Regions from separate parts of the Gossypium hirsutum genome. Here region 1 is linked to region 2. Evidence: chromatin contacts called from public Hi-C data. All regions are on one chromosome and are shown on one strand. The core of a region is the stretch at or near the end of the contact, and the rest is flanking DNA. Distances in the headings are between cores, read along the strand shown. Region 1 holds the start of LOC107895015. Region 2 has its middle 12 kb from the start of LOC107918818.

The links. A called contact is a pair of places that touch in the nucleus more often than the background predicts.
Region 1: a Hi-C map of leaf shows a contact between it and region 2, with 2.6 times the contacts expected there. The contact joins the promoter of LOC107895015 here to the enhancer-like site in region 2. A contact is called at or near these places in 4 of 34 Hi-C or Micro-C datasets (callus, leaf and petal).

Annotation. Positions count from the first base shown.
Region 1 is chrD13:34,079,394-34,085,829 of Gossypium_hirsutum_v2.1, forward strand. LOC107895015 reads right to left here and starts at 4,732. Exons shown (of 3, transcript XM_041108848.1): 1 at 1,781-4,732; 2 at 1,578-1,694; 3 at 306-1,488. The coding sequence starts at 2,593. The coding sequence ends at 625. LOC107895019 (50S ribosomal protein L18) reads right to left here. Exons shown (of 3, transcript XM_016820204.2): 3 at 5,027-5,571. The coding sequence ends at 5,119.
Region 2 is chrD13:33,712,929-33,719,625 of Gossypium_hirsutum_v2.1, forward strand. No RefSeq gene overlaps it. Among protein-coding and RNA genes, the nearest start is that of LOC107918818, 12 kb to the left of the region's middle. Within about 2 kb of position 5,408, at least 4 of the 9 cell types and tissues checked have an H3K27ac peak or open chromatin away from gene starts, as enhancers often do. A contact at or near this core is called in leaf, where this site is marked.

The DNA of each region.
Region 1 (6,436 bases), core at 3,482-5,981, 370 kb after region 2:
TAATAACAATTTATAATAAATTATGTTTTATATCCTTAATAAAAATCATAATATTAACTAATTTAAACAATATTTAAATGCATATTTGTTATTTTATAAAACTATGTCTAAAATACACATTTTATTTCTCCAAAACACTTTTTAACAACAATACTAAACACCAAACTTTTCCCAATCACTTTACTTTTAAAGATTCTCATGTATGCAAGCTCCTTAATTTTATAATCCAATTGAATTGGGATTGAGCTTTTAAATTGAAATAGAGATTTAACTTAATATAGCAATAAATTTTCCTAGCCCAAAAAAAAACAACTCGAATTATTATGTTAACATTTTGAAAAGTTGGAAATAACATAGGTTGCGAATCTTAACCCATCCAGCATACCAAAATACAACTTTGGCTAAAAGAATGTATTAGCAAATAGCTGAGCAGACAGACAGTCCTCGGAACAATAGGTTTGCAAAATGCTCTCTGCTAAACATTCATGATAAACTATTTATCACAGCTGCCTGTTTAAATTCAACAGGTTGCATGCAAATAACAGGCTAAAATAAGTCATGAACTGAAATTCATGACCGTCTCCAAGTTAGGGATAAGGGGCGCAGATACTCAAACTCCGGCTCTCACAGATATGAAAAAGATGCACCTGTAAAAGAGTAGCGGTATGAAACTGATGTAGACGCAGGCACAGGCTTAACATCATGATGTCGTTGCATCTGGTTGTAATCGGCTAAAGCATCGGAAGCATATGTTAAATACAATCTATCCACTTGGTTGTTTTCTCTCCTCAAATGATCACTCTCTATTAGGTGTGTCTCTCCACCTGAACGTGGCAGGTATGAGTCTATTGAACCACCATAGTATTGACTATAGTATGGATCTGTAGCATAGGAATCCAAGGTAGAAGCAGCAGCCACAGATGTATTTGCAGTTGCTGCAGTAAGGGTTGATTGCATTGCTTGTGTAGCTCCCAAATCATAAGACCGATACTCTCTCTGAGGCAAGTAAAGAGGATCAGAGGGAATTATATTTCTCTGAATTGGCACAGATTCCCTGTATGCCATCTCTGGTTGACATAAAGGCTGCTCATTATAATCTCTATGGTAAGATCCTAATCTAGGAGCCATATGAGGCTGAAATCTCGAGTTTCTTCTCTCTCCCTGAAAACCATAAGCCCCATAATCATTCTCATTAAGGTATAAATCACGATGAATGTCCTCCCTCCGAGCAGATGCTAACTCTCCATACGTAATTTGTCGATCCCTTTCATGAGATAAAACACAATAACTTCTGGCACTGATATTGGCATAAGGATCTCTAGCAGATGCTTCTCTGTCTGAAGGGGGCCTTGCTTCCCTTAGTCTATCATGAGCTTCCCTATTTGGGTGTTCACGGATTCGAGCTGCTGCCCTTGATGGAGGAGAGTGGACAGGCAGTGCAGTTGAATGAACTGCAACAGGTTGGAACAATTTAGTGAGTTTCCAAACCTGAAAGGAAAAATTCAGATGTCGTTAAAGCCAAAATATGAAAGGAAACTAGCAACACCAAACTGCCAGGTAAGAATACTACTCCTCACTTGTCTAGCAGTAAGTTCAGTTTTGAATTTGTTATTTTTATTATAATTTTCCTTGATTGGCTTCTTGAATATGCTTTCTGCCAGAGGAAAACAATCAGCATGGACGCTGAACCGCACCTGAAAAAGATGTCATTGGTACATAAATCTCTTGGGTGAAGAGGAAGAGTTGTAACTAGAGGAAGATGGCTATACTGAAATGGTACCTGAGCAGGGAAAGCCCCACCAAAAGCCTCGGGCTCAAGTTTCATGCCACCAAAAGCGGATGCTTTATAAACCCCATACATAAGTTTGAGGTCATAATCATATAGAAAAAGCTTAAGCCCTCGTCTGATACCCAACACAAGATCTTTTTTACCATTTGATACCCCCATTACACGGTACCGGAAACAATCGGGCTTGGTCTTTGCATTGCACGGAAATATTAGACCATCAATCCTTTCTTTCATCTTATTTTCTTGTTTCTTTCCCTTACCATCATTTTTTTCTTTATTCTTGTTATTATTCTCTGAAATCCTGCGCTTTTCCATCTGCTCATTCCATTTTCTCCTTTTGTTACCTCTCAGCTTCTCTTCATTCTTCCAGTTCTTATTCAAAAGACCAGGCCCCCCTCCCCTTCTTCGCTTTCTGGAACTTTGACTTAACTTACTACTCTTTTCCTTGCCACCTGACCCATATGTATTTTCTTCATTCTTTTCGATCTGCCGGCTATTCTCTACATGCACCATACTGGTGGTAGCATCCTTTTGTGGGTTTTCTTCCCTTGAATTTTGCTTCTTAGCATCACTTTCAGTTGCTTTACTACCTTCTGATAAACTCTTATTTTTCTTCTTTCGATTTCTCCTCCGATCCTCAGAAGTATGAGTGGCTTTTCTTGTCTTCAAGAAATTCCTGGCCATCGACTTTGCAATGTCAGATTTGGCCTTTGATAAATTTGAGCTTCTCTTTTCAGATGCTTGTGATAGTGCCAAACCTACTCCAGCACTGTCACCTTCATTTTTGTTATTTTCTTGCTCCATGGTCAACACCCACAGAGTGATAGAAGCCAATTGTTTTCCTGGTCAAATTAACAATCAAGCAGATAAGAGCAGTTTGGGAATGTCTAGAGCCAGTCAAGCACAGGAAATAAACTTCTTGAGAAAAAAGAACATATGGAATAAACTGGTTTTTATTTATTAAAAGCCGTATCCACTTTACCGTATATGTAAATTGCATATTTTAACATAAATATTGGATGAATACGGTTACAGAAACTAGAAACATTTGTGCAAGAAACTTCATGGTCTCTCTTAGCAGTAGAGCCTGATTTCTAAAGTAGACACAGAAATATAGTCTGCCCCCAAATACTAGTGTATTTACTGGAAAAAATCCATATTGAAATTAAAAAATATATCAATTTGCTATAATGTCTTCTTGTCATGCCCTTGTACCAATCAAAATTAAGAACTTCCTAAGGTCTATAAGCAAAGCAATAAGATATGTAAAGTTTTAACTAGGATTGGAACAGGATGAAGAAAAATATCACTGAAAATGAGAGACTTCTCCCAGTTTTCTTATACTTAGGAACATTTGAGCAAGAGAAGTAGTGGTCCCACCTAGTGATGGTGCTTGATTTATAAAACTGGCTCAAAAGCAGACATGAAAACATAGAAAGTCCCAAACACCTCTGGTATATTCACCAGTAAAACCCATATCGAGTCAAACATTGTTTGCTATAACTTCCTCTCAATCATCCATGCATTTGCACCAATCAAAGATAAAAACTTGCTAAGGTCAAAACCACAGCAAACAATACAACTGTGAAAAGTTGACATGAAAACATAGAAAGTCCCTTCTTTTCTCCTACTTAGAACTAAGAAGGAACTTAACAGCGGAAAATTGAAGTTTCTCCATTTTCTTTCTCACCAAATACTACATTAACCGGGGATATAAAAGATAGTAACAACAGTATAGAATAACATATCTCATTTAAATCTTTTCTTCCCTTCCACCAATTTTCAGAAATCTACAAAACTTCTCAATTTCAGTTCTAAATAACTCATTTTTATTCTAAATGTTTGCTTCAAAAATTAAGAACTTCCTAATTGTCAATACCAAAGCAAAGCAATAAAATATTTAAAGCTATAAGTTGGACTTGGAACAGGATGAACACAAAAATGAGATTTTTTTTTCCTTCTTTTCTCCTACTTAGTACTTAGAAGAAACTTAACTGCAGAAAACTGAAGTTTCTTAACTTTCTCTCTCACAAGACATCACATTATCCAGGGACATAAAAGTAACAAACGGCATAGAACCATCTCCTTTAACCTCTTTCTTCCCTTCCACCATTTTCCTCAAATCTAATAAACATTCTCAATTTCAATTCTAAATAACTCATTTTTCATTCTAAATGTCTTCTTCAATGCCCCGAGAAATTAAGAACACCCTCATCGTCAATACCAAAGAAATGCAATATAAATATGTAAAGTTATAAGTTGGAAATGGAACAGGATGAAGAGAACATTGTCAAAGAGAAGAAAATTTTCCCTTCTTTTCTCCTACTTGGAGCTTAAAAGGAACCTAATGCTAGCTTTCTCTCTCACCAAACATCACATTATCCACACAAATCTACTACAAATTCTTCAATTTCAAATCCAAATAACTCGTTTCATTCTAAACGGCTTCCTCAGTACCCCCAAAAGGTAAAGCTCACTGTTAATACGTTTCATCTCGTTGCACAGATATCAAATTAGATCATCAATAATCGTTTAGAGACTGATAAATTTTCGGAGGGGAATAAACAATAGCAACCAATCAAAATCAACAACTTTTTTTTTTTTGAAAATAAGGAAAGAAAACCAGAGAACAAAAGATTTCTAAAAAGTCCGTCACATGCCCTTTTTTTTTCTCCACAACCAAACAGAAGAGAGAAAATAAAATTACATTCCGCAAAAGGAAAAAAAGAAAAAAAAAGACCTGGATTGAAGTCTGATTAGAGAAACATGTTAGGGTTGTGAATTGGGGAAACTTCTAGGAAGCGTACCCTATTGAAGATATCGAACAACCCTTTTGTGACTTACTAGAATACCCTTTATGTGTATTGCTCTTACAAAAAATATGGAATATAAATCTGTGTTAACTAAGTAAAAATCCACTTCAACTAAGCAAAGTTTAATCAATAGATGTGTTTCTTATTTTCTTTGAGAATATATATATCTTAACCAAATATCAAATATTTTATAAAATAATAAATATTATTTTGAAACTGTTTTATATTTTTATATTAAGATTAAAATTCAAAATACCATAAATTTTTATATTTTAATTTATACCAATTAAGCTTAGAAGCTACTAGAATCAAGCACTAAGAATTCAAGCTTATTTCCAAGCATAAACCCACACAATTTGCAATTACAAGCATCTCATTTGGAGGTATAAAATCAAAATGTAAATAGAAATGAGAGAGAAATACATCAGTCAAGCATATTCACAAGCTTAATTAAATAACACAAATATCTTTCAAAAGGTTTGGGTAAAGAGTGTAAAGATCAATAATTCAAATCATTCAATCAAGATAAACTTTAATATCAATTCCATTATCAATGAGGGATTGAACCACAGCTCTGATTTTGCCTTCGAATTTGTCCCTCTCCCTGGGAGTATAAGAAGCTGTATACACATCGGCTTCTCTCGCTCTCTCAGCTAATATCCGCCCGATTGCCAAGCAAGCCGGAATGTCCGATCTGGATCTCAGTACTGCTTTAATGTCTTTCGAGTTTGTGCCTGCGACTGCAACTTGCTTACATGTCACCCTATGTGTGACAGAAGCGGAAACAAACCGCTTCGAGATGAAGACATCGAGTGTAAATGGTTCCATGTAGGCTTCGGTCCGTTGTTTAAATGAGACATGCTTGTTCGGATTCTTCGACTTTTTTCCTTTCTGATAAGTGTATGGCTTGCTATTATCATCATCAAGAAAATCCTCTACCCCAAAAAAACTTCTTGGTGAACAATGAACCTGTACAAGGGAAAATGTTGTATAAAGTCTGCAACTCTGAACTTCACAAGCTAATGAAGCAACACTTCGGCACCAGTGGGCCTCGAACCCAGATAAAGGGATAATATCACTAAAAAAGGGATAATATCAAACTATACACTTCTCAATATTTGAGCATTCAACAATAAACATGAGACTATAAGGAAATCATGCATTTTGGCCGACAAAAGAAAAAGAAAATTTTGCATGTTTTGCGGAAAAATTGGACTACTCTTTAGACTTCATTATCAAACACACACATATATGCATATTGCACCTTAGTTCAACAAGCCAATGCTTTTATTTTTTGCACATTGCATCTTAGGCATATAAGCATAGATTGATAATATGAATTGGACAGATGATGGGGTTGAGATTTGATGTAAACAGAGTTATATGCATGCAGATTAAGCAAAAAGAAATAGGAAGAAGGAATGAAGCAGGTATTTTTCTGGAAAAGTTGAACCTTTCAACTAGATTTACACAACTTCCTTCCAATTAACAAATCAAATAAATGAACAGCTTATATACATCATCTAACTAGATTTACACGATTTTCTTTGAATCAACAGGTCAACAAAACAAAGATGCACGAACAGAGCTTATGTATTCCCTCTCTATCTTTCAAATTTTCTTCTCCACCATTTTCAAACCCCTAATGCAGGCCATACTTTACTTTAAGTTTGCCGTATGGGTAGATGTTACAATAAGTTTTAAATCTCTCCAGTCCACCCTTTTTTGGAACATTACTAGCATCATAATTTCTTCAACAGGCACGCGGTCAGAGCCCTGGGCTCCAAGCACATGACTTCATGTTCTATTTCACTCTCCACAGGGTTCATTTTCT
Region 2 (6,697 bases), core at 4,158-6,657:
TAGGATTTAGATGATGGTAAAACTTACTCAAATGAGTTTTAATAGTGTTCTTATATTTTATAAACAATGGTTATTGCAGTTTCTTGTTGGATGTTGAATCTGAAGTTCAAGCTGCTAACTATGGTTATTAGGTGAGTCTTTATGCTGACTTTTACACGTACATTGTTCATACAAAAAGATCTGATATCTGTGAATGTGTGATTGTTTGCTAAGAATAGTATGTTTATCTTATATGGAAATTGATAGGTTCAAGTATATGATGAATGGTGTATAAATAATGTGATCTTAAAGTATGGTTATGTATGTACGCTTGGAATATATGTAGCAAGTGAATGAAGGGGCTATAAATTGAGTTTAAAACGTGAGTGTATGAAGAGTCTGTAAAGTGGGTCTGTGTTTGTTCACCTCAGAGTTGTTAAAAGGAGTTCGTCATGACTTTAAACATGAACTCTGAAATGGAAAGTCCATGACCATGACTCTATGAAAAGAAGTAAAGGATGATTATTACCCAATGAGGTTCCCTGTGTGTCCTAAGAGGATAATGGGCAAACTTCATGTAACGTAAGTGTAGGCAAATTCATATCGTAAACACGCCATAAAAGAAAAGCCTTTGCGGTGAATTATGAAAGAAAAGTCTTCGCGGTGAATTATGAAAGAAAAGCCTTTGTGGCGAATTATTGAAGGATCTTCTTAGTGAATCAGGTCAAGTCGAGGGTGTTACAATTACCATGGATTTTGTATCTGGTTACCCTTCAGTTCTTCAAGGATAAATTTTGTATGGGTGATAGTAGATAGGTTTACTAAGTCAGCTTATTTTCTACTTATAAATAATACTTATTCTTTAGAGAAGTCAACTGAGCTTTATATTGTTGAGATAGTACGCCTGCATGAAATTTCATCTTCCATAATTTCATATAGAGACCCAAGGTTTACTTCGAGATTCTAGAATCATTTACAAAAATATTTGGGAACTAAACTGTAATTTAGTATTGTATTTTATCCTCAAACTGATGGCCAATCTGAAAGAGTTATTCAAGTCTTGGAGGATATGTTAAGAAGTTTTGTAATTGATTTTGGAATGAACTGAGAAAGATATGTTCCTTTGGTTGAGTTTGCTTACAACAACAATTTTCATACTAGTTTGAAAATGTCTCCCTTTGAAGCTTTATATGGAAAAAAAGTGTAAAGCACCTACATGTTGGATGGAGCTTAGTAAAAGAAAGTTAGTGCATCCTGAGTTGGTGTGTGAAACTGAAGAAAAAGTCTTTGTTATTCGTAGTAATTTAAAAGATATTTAAGATCGTCAGAAAGCATATGTAGATTTGAAGAGAAGAGAAGTTTCTTTTGAAGTTTGTGATAAGGTATTTTTGAAAGTCTCTCATTGGAAAATCATCAGGTTTGGTCAGAAAGGAAAATTGAGTCCGAGATTTGTAGGGCCTTTATAAAGTTTTAGAGAAAGTAGGACCTATAGCTTATAGATTGAATTTGCCTCCTGAGTTGTCAAAGATTCACAATGTGTTTCATGTATTTATGCTGAGAAGATATAGATTAAATCTAGATCATGTTGTGCAGATTGAAGAGGTAGAGGTTGAATCGAACTTGTCTTATGAAGAAGAGTCTATTCGTATATTAGCAAGAGAGATAAATAAGCTAAGAAACAAGAGAATTTCGTTAGTGAAAATTTTATGGAGAAATCATAATAAAGAAGAAGTTACATGAGAAAGAGAAAGCCAAATGAAAGAGCAATATCTTTAGTTATTTTTTAAGTATGAATTTCGAGGACGAAATTTTCTAAGTGAGAGAGGGTTGTAACAGCTCGCCTGGCAAGGTCCCGGTCTTTTATTATTGTTTAGAGTATTTTGGTGAATTAAGTGTAAGAGATGAGTAAGTAAATTTTTTTTGGTTAAGTATAGAATTCTTTAAATGTGTCATTTGGTGAACTCTTAGAATGGTGAAGATCTGTGGTTTGGCGGACTCTTCCGCTAATTGTATGCCACCCAAATGCTTTGGCGAACTCGCTTGATTTACTGTTAATTGGATTTGTTTATTATTAAATAAGAAAATTTAGTTAGTTAAATTGAGACTTGGTTAAAATGGAACTAAGCTATCGTAGATGAAATTACTTAATTTCTTATATGCACACTTAATCACGAGAATCAAGAGTGTTAGTGAAATTATTTGATTTTTTCACTAAACCTTGTCTCCGTGCTTAAGTATATAAGGGTAGCTGTGCCTTCACCGAAAATATTTTGCGTTTTATTTGTGTTCATCTTCCTCCTTGATTTTCTTTTCATTTTTGGAAAACTAAAGTCTAGAAAACCTATTTGAAATTGGGTTCGTTGTAGTCAGCCAACTTATATGTTTTCCATAGTTATTTGGTAATTATTGATGAACCCTAGGTAATTTTTAAGGTTATTTACGTGCTTTCAATTCTACATGTATAAGTTTCAGACTGGTATGTAAGGAAGGAAACTTCTTGGTTTTGGGCTAAGTGTTAATGTTTCGTGCATACATGTTTAAATCCGATGAAATAGTAATTTGATATGTTTAAATAATATTATTCTTAGCTCAAGACATTATAGAAGGTCTGAGTGACAAAGGCAAAGGACCTGCTATTTAGACCTTGTTATTTTCTGATGAGTTCCTTCTTAATTCCATGTGTTGTGATTATCTTTATTTTATAATATTGTAAGTTAAGTATTCTTACTCTGTAAAGGATGATCAATGTATGTGTGTGTGTGAATAATGATTGTCTGTCTAGAGTTATTAGTTTGAGTTCTATATGTCTGGGGAAAGAAGTATGGGTCATTTTCATGTTAAGCCACTACCATTTGCTTCTGAAATGAATGATATTATATGAAATGATCTATAGAAATGGAGTTAAAGGAAACACGTTGTGTAGCCTCCGGTAGGGCAAATATATAGTGCAGTTCGGATTGACATAACACAACTGAACATGCTACTGAATGATTCTAAATTAGGAGCTATAAGGAGAAAATGTATATAAATGAAACAGAAACATCTGATATGAATCTAACTTTGAGCTTTGGGTATGTGGCTAGTATGAAAATGGAATGTCTGAGTTTTGTTGTATTAGTGTATAGTATTCGCCTATGTGACACGCCATTGGCGTACCGAGTCTGTCTAAGTTTTGTATACGCCTTTGGGCGTACTCTGAAATGTTGAGTGATTCCTTTGAAAGATTGGATTGTGTTATTTGTATTCTGCTTAAGATCTCTAAGGAACTCACTAAGTTCTTTTGAACTTACCCTATTACTTTTTTTCTTCTTAGGCCTACTGTTGAAGGAAGACTTTTTGAAGGACTACGCTAGAGGATATCTGCTGCTGTGAGACATCTGTTTATTTGTACTATGCATGGCATATGGGGGGTGGTGTCTATTTGTATTTTGAGATGGAATTGTGATTGAAATTTATGATTGTTCAACAATGTTTTAATAAAATTATCTTATTGAAGTTTATACGTCATTTGGCTAATACTTTATTATAATATTTTATTAAAGGTTTAATTCAAACATTGCAAATTATACAAAATTTTCGCTAGAAACAATTTTAAATATGGATGATTTCTATGTAGTGGCACATCATACTTGGGTCCTTCTTAGGGATCGAGTTTGGCGTGTTATAGTTTTATCTATTGAAATATTTTAGGTTCTTTATTTGAGATTTTTAATATTTAGATATTGTATTATTTTAATTTGAATTGTGGCATAAGATATAAGATTTGGGTTTTTTAGCTTGCATGTCATTTAATTTAATTTAAGGATATTGAATTATGAATATTAATTAGTTTGCATGATTCTCGGTTTTTATTAAAAACATAAATAGATATCACTTTTTTGTTGTTAAACTATAATTAAAAATCTTGAGTAATAAATGAATCGGTATTTAACTAAGTTTACTTCTAAAATAAACAAATATTTTAAATTGACAGTTTATAAAATTTTGATAGCTAATTGGGTCATCTTGGTGACTAATGTAATCTTCCGAATTCGGGTTTAACGTTTAGGCCAGATTGGAAAGGTTACATGTATTTTCTAAAGTATATGTGAAATGAGGGGAATACCTGCAAATTTAGATTTGTTACTTTATATAAATATTGAGCTTTTGGTAATTTCACAACTGAGTTGGGACCTGGTTGAAGGTGACACCAACTCAGTCAAAGCTTTAAATAATAATAAGTATTTGTTAAAAAAATAATAGGAAGTATAAATATATAATTTGATATAATCATGTTTTTAATAATATAACTTTTAATATAAATATAGTATTAATATTTTTAATTATAAATAGAATAAATATAAATATAATTTTATTATTAAATTTAAAATAAATTTTGATAATTTATTATATATTAATATATGTACACACATTTTCATTTCATAATATCTTTAATAATATTTGTCTATTCTCACCTCATCGCTACAACTGCATTTAAATAAAAAAATCATATTACTAAATTTAAGCTCATTGTAATCGTAATTATTCTCACTACCACTATCTCACTAGAGTCAAACTCATCACTCATATGAGGGGAGCCTTAGATAGAGAAAAAAAAGTAAATAATTGTTAATGGGTTTTTTTATAATTGGGGGCAAAGAATAAGGTTGATTGTGTTTTATTTCAAGTTTTCATTCCTACAACATAATACTCTTACAATTAGGCTAAGAGATTGTTGACAATTGTTAATAGATTTTAAACATTTGAAGTATATATACCTTTGATCTTTCCAGAAATTTAGTAGTAATTATTTAATTTGAAATTGAATTAATCTCAATCGAAATTAAAAATAGTTTGTCTAAATGAATAAATGGTTGGAAGAAGTAGTAGTAATTTTTTTAAAAGTATTTTAACAAAATTCATTTTTAGCAATTAATATTATTAAAACAATTTGACTTAAATATTACTTTTGGTCCAAACAATATTTTATACTCACACTTTAAATAAAAAAGACAGTTATACCAAAAAAAAAAGTTATTGTTCAAGATTTATTGTAAAAGCCAAACTTGAGGTTATTTAGTTCGTTAAGTTTTTACTCGTGTTAGTATATGCATTGTTTTATATTTTCTCCATCTATGCCCTTTCTATTGGATGATTTTGAATATGGTATAGTTATATCTATAATAGTAACATCTAGAGATTTTACCTGTGGACACGTGGAATGATGGCCTTCCTTTTTATACGTCACGTCTACTTTTACCTTATTTCATGGTTAAATCTTAATTATCATCCACCCATTTTTTTTTTGAATAAATTTTCAGCAGGATTTTATTGGAAATAAGAAACCCAAACATAAATGTCCAAAACACAGACAAAGCAAACTTAACAAAAAAAAAAAACAAAGCCCCAATGCATAAAGCCCAAAACAGAAAAATAACAAAACCCCAACAGACGACAATCCAACAAAAACAAAAGAAGTATGCTCTAGGGTCTATTAAAGACAACATCAGGCATCATTAAACCTACTCGACTCCTGAACAAGCAGATGTTAAAAATCATAAACATCATAAGTAAATACTTTCCTTTTAATTTTTCCCAACCTTTTATCTGCTCTTCTTTCCTCTATTCGATTCTCATGCTTCAAGCTTTCTTCTTTGACACTCATTGGCCTAGTGTGCAGAGACCCCCCTTCGATCCTTCTCCACCTCCATTGCTATATTCTCAGGTAAAGCAATCCTCATGTCCCAATGTTCCCCTTTTTGAAGTCCTTCTGTGGCCAACATATATGCCACTCTGTTGATATCCCAAAAACCATGCTTAAGTTGACAAATACGGAACCCATCTTGCAATGTTATGTATAGGATAAGATAGGTTGTTAAGCAATTTGTTATACAAACTAATAGTCTGTTAGTAGAGTTTGTTAATAGCAGTTAGTCTTCCTTTTGTATATAAGACCTACTAATGTACTGATCAAATCAACCAAGAATATCAGAATATCCATTTGTTTCATTCACATTTATTTTGTATTTCTCCTTTTGAATTTCTTCATTTCTGTACTTACTAACATGGTATCAGTCGCCTAACGTTCTTGGAGGTTCTTCTCACTACGTCCATGGCAAATTCCATTGACTCTACTGCTGCTGATCGTGGCAGTCCTGCACTCTCTGGCGTTCGATTGGTTCAGACTTTTCCTAGGCATGACACGGTGAAATTGGATGAATGTAGTTTCGTACAATGGTAGCAGCATATACAGTTAATAGTTGAGGGATACAAGTTACTCGGATATTTAGAAGGGACGTTACCTGCTCCGCCTCGATTCATCTCCTCTCCGGACGGCGTTCTCACTCCAAATCCTGATGCTTTTGTTTTCCTTCAGCAAGATAAGCTTCTTGCTTATTGGCTTCTCTCTCTACTATTAGTTCTCCTCTGTTGTCTTGTTTTACATCAGTGAAATCTGCTTGTGACGTTTGGAGCACGGCCAATCACTTTTTTACTGCTGCTACTGGAGCAAAAATATCTCAAATCCGGCACGACCTTCATTCAATCAAGAAAGGAACCATGTCAGTCAAAAATTATATAGCGAAAATAAAAAATACTTGTGCGCTTCTTGAGGCCTCTGGATCTGCAGTTCTCGAGGTGGAGAAGGTGGAAATAATACTTGCCGGAATCTCATCGAAGTTTGATACTATTTTAACTCTTGCATCATTCTTGACCGAGTCTCTTCCACTACAAAAACTTG